Regions from separate parts of the Anas platyrhynchos genome. Here region 2 is linked to region 1. A link is a contact called in public Hi-C data. All regions are on one chromosome and are shown on one strand. The core of a region is the stretch at or near the end of the contact, and the rest is flanking DNA. Distances in the headings are between cores, read along the strand shown.

Evidence for each region. Hi-C and Micro-C count contacts between places; a contact is called where the count stands out from the background.
Region 2: a contact with region 1 is called in a Hi-C map of skeletal muscle, with 2.6 times the contacts expected there. The contact joins the enhancer-like site here to the promoter of ECHDC1 in region 1. A contact is called at or near these places in 3 of 8 Hi-C or Micro-C datasets (liver, skeletal muscle and subcutaneous adipose tissue).

The regions. Positions count from the first base shown.
Region 1 is chr3:65,045,302-65,050,845 of IASCAAS_PekinDuck_T2T, forward strand. ECHDC1 (ethylmalonyl-CoA decarboxylase 1) reads left to right here and starts at 4,250. Exons shown (of 6, transcript XM_038176638.2): 1 at 4,250-4,377.
Region 2 is chr3:65,113,696-65,118,812 of IASCAAS_PekinDuck_T2T, forward strand. No RefSeq gene overlaps it. Among named protein-coding and RNA genes, the nearest start is that of RNF146, 15 kb to the left of the region's middle. Within about 2 kb of position 2,151, at least 2 of the 8 cell types and tissues checked have an H3K27ac peak or open chromatin away from gene starts, as enhancers often do.

The DNA of each region.
Region 1 (5,544 bases), core at 3,000-5,499:
CTGAGGGTCACCTGGTAGCAAGCCAGTCTGGTTCAGTTCATTGGCCCTGGGAACAAACCAAACACTAGATGTTGTGCTAAAACAGTTTTCTGCCCGTTGGGTGAGCTCAGCTCACTGTGCAGTCACCCTCATTCCCAGGAAGGAAGAGAAAGAAGCATGGGACCACCATCCCTCTGTGGGGGTGAGCTGCTAATTCAAGATGTACTGTAAATTAAGCAGTATTGGGAAATAAGCTCTTGTGTAGGAAGGTAAACCCCACACAAGCTTATTTTTGTATAGTATACACTTCATGCCAGCAAATTAACGTCCAACAAATGATGGTGCTGGTAACAGTAAAAGGTGGGACCACACAGCAGGGGCTTGCTGGCCCTTCGGCAGTAGCCACACCAGGCCTGTTCTTCTAGTGCTGAGCCATAACCAGACAGAGGTCTTTGGAGAACAAGAACTTGCTTCATCCTGCTTGTTCAAACTGCTCTATACTGCATGTAATAACTTACAGTAGGTATTAATGTTTAAATACATCAATATTTGCTGGGTCACCGAGAGACTGAGCAAACATCAAGCTGTGGCCATGCTGAACCTCTTTCCTTTTCTCTGGCCTAATGAATATTTAATTATGCTACAGCAAGTGAAATAGCTTTTGGCACGAAGGCCTGGACTGGTCTCCCTTAGCTTCCCTAGAACATGCCAGAGTGGTGATCAGAGAAACAAGCTCATTTTCTGGGGCAGAAGAGGGCACTCAGCCCTGCTGGGTGATGGTTCCCATGCCACTGTACAACAGGCGGGTGCTTCCTTGCAGATGCTTCCTCACCTCTTCTTCCAGCTGTGTCTTGGTGGAGCCAGGTCAGCCCACAGGATGGTGACCCTTAAATGGCATGGGTTGACAATGTTGAATCAACACACCATGGTGGGATGGGTATGGAGCTACCCAGAAAGAGCTGAGCCCTTTGTAGACATGCTCAGTGATGGAATCTGAGGTGGGAAGCAGCCCTGGTCTTGAGTGCTGATTGCTTTGGTTCATGAGAAGGACAGGCTGACACACAAGTGACTGATAAGGTTACAGTCCTGAGGTATGCACAGTGGCTGTGCTGTTCCCAGCCAGCCCCAGCCCAACGAAATCAAACCAAATTTAACTTGGCATGTGGGGCTGTGTATAGAAAGCTGCAGCAGCTCAGGGGTATTTCAAGTATTTGCAGTGAGGACAGGAGAGACAACTGGGGTGCTAGTCTTGTTAGCCAGTCTGATATGAATTGTCTCTTCCCATGAAGTGAGGCTGTCAAGCACCAATGGGACTTGAGAGCCTCCAGAGTTAGACAGCTGCTTGGGGAGGAGAAACAGAGCATCATGATTTTGAGATTTAAATTTGAGAAAGGTTTTAGAAATAGAATGCAGGTACCGAGTCATTTTTGTGGATCTAGTCTCTGGAGTATATGTTAGATCATTGGCCTGTTATTTTTCCAAACAGAGTTGATGACATTTTCATCCTGAAAATTACAGTTAAGGGACTCGTTATGAATTGACCATGGGGTTGTGTGTCAGTTAGTATCTAATAATTCCTAAGATGTAAGCCCCAATCTGTCATTGGTTTGTTCAGTGACTCTGAAAGGAGTTTGTAAAAATAGTACCATGGAGCTTTGTATATATTGGAATTCAATATTTCAGTCTGGCAGCCTTGGATCTGAGAGCGGGGCTTTGTTCTTTTAGCCAGTACACAGCCATCAGCTGTAATGAAGTTGCTTTGGGGTCAGTGATAGGAAACAGGAACATACTCAATAATTCAAGTGATGACCTGGCTGTCCTATGGCAGTACTGGCTTAGCATTACAAGGAGAAAGTGTTATTGAAATCAGTGGGATTGTTTGCATAAATAAGAACAAGAAGCTATTTACAGGATTGTGTGCCTCTCTCTCTCTTTCTTATTGTACATTAAAGCATGCAGAAACTAGTGTCATTGTCCTGCTGGTGGAATTTTCAACACATAAGTAATCAGAGAAGGGTACAATTAGTCTGTTTTCCTCCATTCCTCACTCTGTAGTCTAAATATATCCTTTTCCAATCATCATGTTATACATGATACAACACAATGACAAGTGAGACAAACTATGAAACTTAAGGTCAGGTTTGTGCTACTTTCTCTGAGCGCTGCTAGGTGGCAATATGTTCCCTGGAAAACCACGAGCTTCCAACTACCACCACTCTCCTCTGCTTAGGACAGTTAGGACAATGCCTGGACATTGCTTCAACAGAAGAGGATACGGCATTGGAGCAGGACATGCTGAAAGCTGCTTCACTAGTGCAGATTTCTGACTTGGGACTGAGGTTTTACAGTAATAAATACATGACTGAATCCTGCTGGAAGAATCTCTCCTCTGCAAATGAGAGAAAAAAGTCTTTACACTGAAATAAGAGGCAAGCTCACCTCCTGTAATATTTCTATGTATGCTGGGAATGTCATAATAAGGAAAATGAAATTGTCTGTTCTATGAAGATATTGCCATCTGAGACCAGAATATTTCATATTCTTACAGGATCTCCTAATAATAGAAAATTAGAAATATCTGTTCAGAGTGCAAAGATTTTGTTTTTCCAAATGTATGATTAATTGAAATCCTTTGCATGTTCAATCATAATATTTAATCAACTAGACCAACTTTATGCCATTTGTATTGACAGTTACGTTGAAAAACAGTTTTAATAAAGGTGGAGAAGTATTTCCAAGCATATTTTTTTATTCAGGCTACAAATACTTTAAAGTGAGTCATCTTACATATGTATATTAACAAAGACATAGCAATAAAGAGCAGCAGGCATTTGCATATTGCTTTGAATACACAAAGCAGCTGTGTATTCAAAGTGATCTGCATTGAAACGACCATTTATTTTCCTCAGTCTAGTTCCTGGTGGGGCAGCACACGTCCTTCCAGGAGGTAAAACAAACGGCCAGGGGAAAGACAGGACAGGCAGGGCTGTGACAGTGTCATTTCATGCCAGCTCTAAGTTTACACTGAATCTCCAGGATGAATTACTTTCCATGCAGGGACAGCTTTCAGAGTGCTGGTGCCGGTGAGTGGTACCTGATGCTGGGGAGGCAGCGGCCAGGAGCTCTCCTTTCGGTAGCTGCGCACACCTAGAACAACACAAACCAGACACGTGTTAGCACAGAGTGGGCATTGCTCCTTATGATGGCAGCGCAGGGCCCGTGGCAATAAGCTGCATGGGTGTGGAGGGCAGGCCTGGTGTGGGCAGGTGCCGTGGCCGCAGGGGTTGGGACAGCCAAATATACTGACTGAAGTTAAGCCTGGCTGCAGGCAGGGCTCTGGGGGCAGAGGCACGTGTTGCGGTGCAAGGTGTCATCCTGGATGGATGGGGACAGGGACACATTAACTTCTTGAATCATAGAATCGTTAAGGTTGGAAAAGACCTTCAAGATCATCTGGTCCAACCAGCCACCTACCACCAACATTACCCACTAAACCATGTCTCTAAGCACCAGGTCCAACCTTTCCTTGAACATCCCCAGGGACAGTGACTCCTCCACCTCCCTGGGCAACCTGTCCCAGTGCCTGACTGCTCTTTCCGAGAAGAAATGTCTCCTCATTTCCATGCTGAACCTCTCCTGGCACAACTTGAGGCCATTCCCTCCGGTCCTATCAGTACTTACCTGTGAGAAGAGGCTGACCCCCAGCTCCCCACACCTTCCTTTCAGGTAGTTGTAGAGAGCAGTAAGGTCTCCCTTGTGCCTCCTTTTCTCCAGACTGAACAACCCCAGTTCCCTCAGCCGCTCCTCACAGGACTTGTGCTCCAGGCCCTTCTCCAGCTTCATAGCCCTTCTCTGGGTAAGATTCCAGGGCCTCAGTGCCCTTCTTGTAGCGAGGGGCCCAAAGCTGAACAATACTCGAGGTGCAGCCTCACCAGAGCAGAGTACAGGGGGACGATCACCTACTGCTCCTGCTGGCTGCTCTATTCCTGATACAAGCCAGGATGCCGTTGGCCTTCTTGGCCACCTGGGCACACTGCTGGCTCATGTCCAGGGGAGCATCCACCAACACCCCCAGATCCTTTTCCTCTGCCCAGCTTTCCAGCCCCTCTGCCCCAAGCCTGTAGCGCTGCACGGTGCTGTTGTGCCAGCACTTAGCCATGCTGATCCTCATCCCACTGGCCTCTGCCTGCCACACCGGCTTGGGCCGAAACTCAGGGTTTTTGGCTGAAAACCCAGCTTCCAGCTGCGCACACTACAACTGGAGGAGACACAACCCAGCTGCCCTGGCAGCAGCGGTCCCCGGCAGCGCGGTGGTGTTTCCTGGAGGGGCCGCTTTCTCCGCAGCACCGCCCTGCCGGGGGAAGGGGCACAGCTGGAGCCGGGCCGGGCTGCGGGCAGGTCGGTGCCTGCCTCCCCCGGGGGACGGGGACAGGGACAGGGACAGGGACGGGGCTGAGCGGGGCTGCGGCGGCGCCTTAGGGGGGCGCAGGGGCTCGGGGCGGCGGCGGGCAGCAGGGGGCCGGGTGCCCGTGTCGGGGTGGAGAGCTGCAGCGCGCTCCCGCATAGCGGGCGGCAGGGAGGCTCTGCTGGGGAAGGCGCTTCAGCCCTGGGAGCCTGCTTTGCTCGCCACGCAGGGTGGCTGCTGTCTAAAATGTGTGTGTGTGTCCTGCCACGGAGCCGCCCCGCCGTCCTGGTAGTGCCCCGTGTGACTGCAGGGGGCTGGGGGGTGACACCGCTGCTGTCCCCGCTGCTGGTTTTTGGCTACAAAACTTGGTGTCATTTTCAAGGCGTATCGGGAAAGTATCACGAGAGGTGACGGCCAGGATGAATTCACCGCTTTGCTTTTTGTGGGTCAGGATTTGGTGACTGGGAGGCAAGCAGTGAGCTGGCTGGGGTCATTTGTGATCCTGTGGGGTGGCGCGTCTGCTCCCCGTAAAGGTGTCCAAAACACACCTAGCGGACAGTGAGCATTGCATGAACTTAAAATGAGTTTTTTTTTCCTCGCTGATATACAAACAGACCTCTTTAGACCAATGCATTAGCAATGAGGTGTCTGTGTGCTTTCTGCAGAAGATAGCAGGTTCTTGCTCTCACCCTCTGCTGTGAAACTCGGTTCCTGTGCTCACTGTGGGACCAGAACCAAATGTTATTGGGTAGTCTTGTGTGTATTTATGGAAGAGCTTCTTTTGTCAGCTGTTTTACGTCCTTGAAGGCCGTTGTTTTTCACTGGATTTGGGTAACTTTCTGTGTGATTTGTTTACTAAATCTTAAAAATAACTGAAGCATGATTAAAAGGGAAAATAATTGGTTAGGAACAGAGAGAGACGATTTAAATCTAAAACTTAGCACGCAGGGACTAAGCAGAGAACAAATGGTTTAGAAACCACACACCATCCCAAAAAGTGATCTGTTCAGAAACAAAGAAAAAACAAGGAAAAAAAAGAGGTAGAAGCTGAAAAGAGAAAAAATCATAAAAGCAACTGTAAAAGAAAAGAGGTGTAAAGGGTAAACCATATTAAAACTAAAATCACCAACAATGTTTTTTGTAACTTGCAATGTTAAAAA
Region 2 (5,117 bases), core at 901-3,400, 66 kb after region 1:
GTACATATTTAAGGAGGCATAGTGCTTTTGTTTGATAAAATATGATTTGCACTTTTACATGTGTTTCCATAGCATGAAAACTATCCGTATATGTTTAAGGAATGTATGCAGTTGTATACATCCTCATGTATAGAGCTGTGGATGCTTCGCGGTCTGTGATCTGCAGAAAAATTTCTGAGATGCTCTGGCCCAGGAAAGGAGATGGTCTGTGAAGGTTCAGATAAATTAGCACTGGTAGGTTTGGTTCAGCTTGACTTGATGTTGAGTAATTGCATTGACAGGGCAATTCTTTGCATTGTCAAGCTTATTATCGCTCATTACTCCCATATCAGTTGCTAGTTTGCTGCAAAATGACAGCAGGAGATATAAATTGCAAAGCTCTGCAGAGGAATGCTTTGGACACGGGGTATCTGTACAGATGTGGTGGATGGGTTGGGATTACTGAGTGAGCGTGGAAGCTGGATATTTCTGCTGAAAAGTTTGGCAGAGGTTTGGTTACTTATTTTATAGTTTTACCTGATATCATCAGGCTTCATCCTTCAGCACAGTGTGAAAGGTCTTCAGGGCAGCTGTGAGCAAAAGAGAGGCTGTTGCTACCAGGGCCGATAGCTGCCGTGCTGTTCAGAGCTGGAAAGGTGTTTTTGCCTTGATGGCAGATGCTGAAGAATCACATCACAGGAAATTGCCCTTGTGATCTCGTTCATGTGTAATGAGATGCACACACAAATTCCCACAGTGTGATGGCAGCAGGGGGCTGTACAACATATACAAGGAGCACCAAAATCGTCATCTTTCCACTGTCCATCTGTGGGTAGAGCAGTGGAATAACACCATAATAGAATAATTGCCATAATATTATTTGACACTGTCAGTCTTGCTGATAATTGAATGTGTTTAAATTAGGAAATGCCATTTCTTGAGATGCAAAGAAAGACAGCATTGTTAACCACCAGTAGCCATAGCTTAACAGGTAATTGCAGCTATGTATGAGCCGTGCTCGTTTGATTAAATTGGTTTACCCAATAATTGAAGGCTTATTGTGATATAATTGTAATTGTAACATACTGTGTTATTTCTGAACAATAGAAGAATAAAGGCTAAAGGGTATCCAGTGGAACAAACTATCTCCTGCATGCAAATAAATTATCCCGTCACTGCTATAAACAAGAAGCATTGTGTTCTGCCAGACTCGCAACAAAGAAATCATTATCTGTCTGGCCTTTGCATTGAAGAACAATAATCTGTATTTCCAAAATTAAAACCATAATTAAGCTATTATTATGAGTCCACGAAACAAGAATGAGGAAAATGATAGAGTTAGTCCCCTCTGAGTCTCACATCCCCAATTAGCAACCCCTGAATCTGTGGTTCACATTTTTCCCACATAAAGATAGCTTTGCCTGGCTCTCTGTTGGCTATGGAGGCATCACCCCGTGGGGCAGTCAAATCACAGCAGCACTTCTCTCATTACTCACCTGCCGATGAGACAAGGGACTCATTGGGATGTCCTTCAGATACTTTGGGATGGACATAGTTCCTGTTTGGTGCTGGAACCCAGAAAACTGCACAGCAGCTATTTGACTGACAACTAGTCACAGATATTTTTGAGCCAGTGGAAATAGGTTGAAATCATTCCTAATGCCCTTCTTCAGGGTTGCTTTGACTCTCCTTTGTGTGTGGATGGAAGTCCTGGTCTTAGTCAATGTGTCTATACAGAATCATAGCAAATAAGAGTGAAAAAAGACAAAGGTGATCTTTCAAAGCTTTTACCACAAAGCAAGGCCTCCGAATTACAACTGAGAATACATACCTGTGTATATATGTTTGCCCATATTATTATTATTGTCAGAACAGGCCAAGATCTTCACAGGTGTTATGTTTCATATACTATTAATTTGCCATTGAATTTAGAAAGAAGAAATCGTTCAGCTCATCTGGACACAGTGACAAATATAAAAGTTGGAAAGAAGTCCCCCAGTCAGTCTTTGGTACCTCCTAAGCTTCCGCAGAAAATGAGCAAGTTATAATGCTGTAGCTAAGGAATTTGCTACATTACCTAAGATGGCTGACGGTGCAGAAAGAACTTAGGATTTGGAAACTCGAGTCTGCAGTGAGTCAGAAAATATAGAGAACAGTCTTCATTTAATGTGACTCACTCACATCCTGTCTCCAGATTTAAGGCTGAAACTGACTGAGCAAAGAGTGCGGAATACAGTGGAAGGGTAAGGTCAAGACAAAAAGCAAGAAGTCTTTTTTTTTTTTTTCCTTCCTGTAATAGAAACTTTCATGGAAAAACATGATCCAGAGCAAGTAGTAACGAAGTTGCAGGTAAACTGTGTTTTTTAGGCTCTGTTTTTGCCTCCTGTACCTGCCCGCTGACTTTCTCAGCACTGCTACCTTACTTGTGCCTGGCTGTCAGCAGCTCTGCAGCCCCGTCAGCTCCTGCCCTGCACCCCTGTGTTTTGCTGCTGAGCACACACAGCACTGCTCAAGCAATGAGGCCACCTGCGTGTCCAAGGGCTCTCGAAATAGATCTTTCTAAAGTAGATCTTCCTTTGCTTCCTGGCCATGTGATGCTAAGTGCTTCAGTGTGCGTGGTCTAAACGGGGACAGCTGCAGGTCAGGAGCGCCGCTATGCTCACATCTCAGCTCTGAACTGGGCCACTGGGCTGTGACCCCAGCTGGCCTGCTAGCCCAGAAAAATGTCACCTCCCAGGGTTGTTCTGCTTGGAGTAGAGGCCTCTCCCCGTCCCTTGGCATGTGTGTCTTTAACCTCCCAATCACAACACGTGCATGAAATGACACCTGCTGGGGTGGGCATTTAGTCCCAGGTTTTGCTTTTTAATTCTGATTGCATTAGGCAGTTCTTTGCTCTGCTTTCTGAGGATTCCTATAGGGACCAGGAGGTGCTGTGGGGGAGCTTGTCTCAGTATTGACAAGTGTCATTTTTGACAGGGGAGGAAGGGTTTGCGTTTACAATCTAACCCTAAGGCTTCTGAGAAATCCAAGGCAGTCATTCATTTTTATTATTTTTGGGTATAATGTATATGCATACCGTAAGATGTCAGAATCATTAAAATGATTCATTAAAATTTCATCTCACTACCCAGAAGGGGACTGTTGGGGTTGCTCTGCATTGCCATACCCCATACGTCCCTCTCCGGAGCGATACCAAAGGGCTGGACCCAGGAGTGAGTTTCCACAGGAGTCAGTGGGATGGGCAGAGATGTGTGCGTGCTCCCTCTGCTGTCTCTTCGTGCTTGTTGGAGCAAGCTGCAGCGCTCATTCTCCTCTGCAGAAGTCTGCACTGGAAAAGGTTTGCCTGAGCTGAACAGGGTTGCATTGTGTGCATGGCACGAGCTGGGTACAGTTCAGCTGATGTGGTCATTAAAAAGGTCCTACAAAGCCTGCGGTCCTGGCTCTGGCTGTGGGGTGGGCATCTGGGTAATGTTAGAGAAGGCTCTGCTCCTCCAGGCAGTGTCTTTCAAGGTGCAATGTAAAGCAGCACTCCTGGCTGCTAACAGGTATCACTGGGCCTGTAGAATTTATTTTTATTTTTATTTTATTTTTATTTTTATTTTTAATTTTAATTTTATTATTTTTTTATTTTTATTCTGTGTGTGTTAAAATAGTACTATCCTACTGAGGATTTAAGAAATTGCAATTTGGTTGTCTGCACCCTTCCTCTTCTCCTCCAAACTCATGAAGACAAATTACAATTTTTAAGTTCAGAAAGTAAAACAAGTCACTGCATGAGCAACCAAAATAAGGAAGCCAATATTCCTTTGAATTCTTGTCTTCTGACCGCAGCCCTTCCCTTCCCGTCTTCTTCCCTTTTTCCCTGGTAGCCCTACTTTAACCACTGCTCAAGAGCTCTGTTTGTGCTGACTGGCAGGGCAGGATCTGTCTGTCAAATGCATACCTTGTACAAAACATATATATATATATATATATATATATATATATAATTTTATTATTATTATTTTTTCATTTTTTGTCAGATCAAGATGAAACTGTCCAGCAAGCTGATAAGTTTCTGGGACAGGCAGCTGACAGGTGCCTAGCATGACAGCATAGGTTTTGTTCCTGTAAGAAAGGGGATTATAGAGTTTATGTTTTGTATTTGTCTTCTGAACTTGGAGGCTTCAGTGTTCATTCGAGTCACTGAGAAAAGGGGAGAGTAAATTTAGTTTGGAAAGCAATAGGAAAAGCTGTGTGGTTTTATTTTCCTCAATGTATGAATGTGGAAGCTAGGAGCACAGGCATTGCATATCCTGAGAAAAGGTAAAATTATAAACTGGCTGCAGATGGGATGGAAGCAGTAATTTAGTTTTACCTAACTAGGTTTCTTAGAGTGTTTGGCATGTGTTACATTTTCCTTTGCTCCCTGCCCTCAGTGGGTGTTATTGTTTATTATATCCAGAAAAGAGAGAAATGAGTTTTAGACTTTTAAGGAACCCCTTTAGTTCAGTTTCCTGCAGCTGTCCGCTGAATGATTCCTGTTTGTGGCCATACCCATCTCATCGTTGGCAGTGTTGCTATAAACATGTTATCTGCTTTATAGATAGTTGGATGTGAGAGAATCATAACAAAAGATGGCAAAAGGAAACATTAAGAGCTAATATAGTCCATCCCTCGGTTCTAATGCAGCACCACCATACACCTTTGTTGTTTAATAGCTATTTTTCTAACTTGTGCTTGCTGAGGTTTATTGACAGAGGCTCCACAGTTTCCTTATAGCATTATTATGACTGGCTCATCCCTTTTGCCATTCAGTACTGTTTTTTAATGCCTCATCCTGATATCCCTTTCTGTAGCTCAAAACCATAACATCTCTTTAGCTTGTGCGTGCTGAATGACCAATGGTACATACCTGAAATATGTCCATGTGCCCCCTCCATCTTCTCTTCTCTTGCCTAGCAGTCCAGACCCCCGAGTCTCTCTCCTCACGGGACGTTTTGCTGGAGCTCTGACCATACTCAGTGCTCTTACCTGAACTATTTCCGGTTACACCATCTCTTTCTTGAACTGTGATGCCTTAAGAGGACACTGTACTTCAGCTGAGATGTTTAGCAGTACTGAGAACAGAAGAATTGCTTTGTTTGTATGTTACAGGC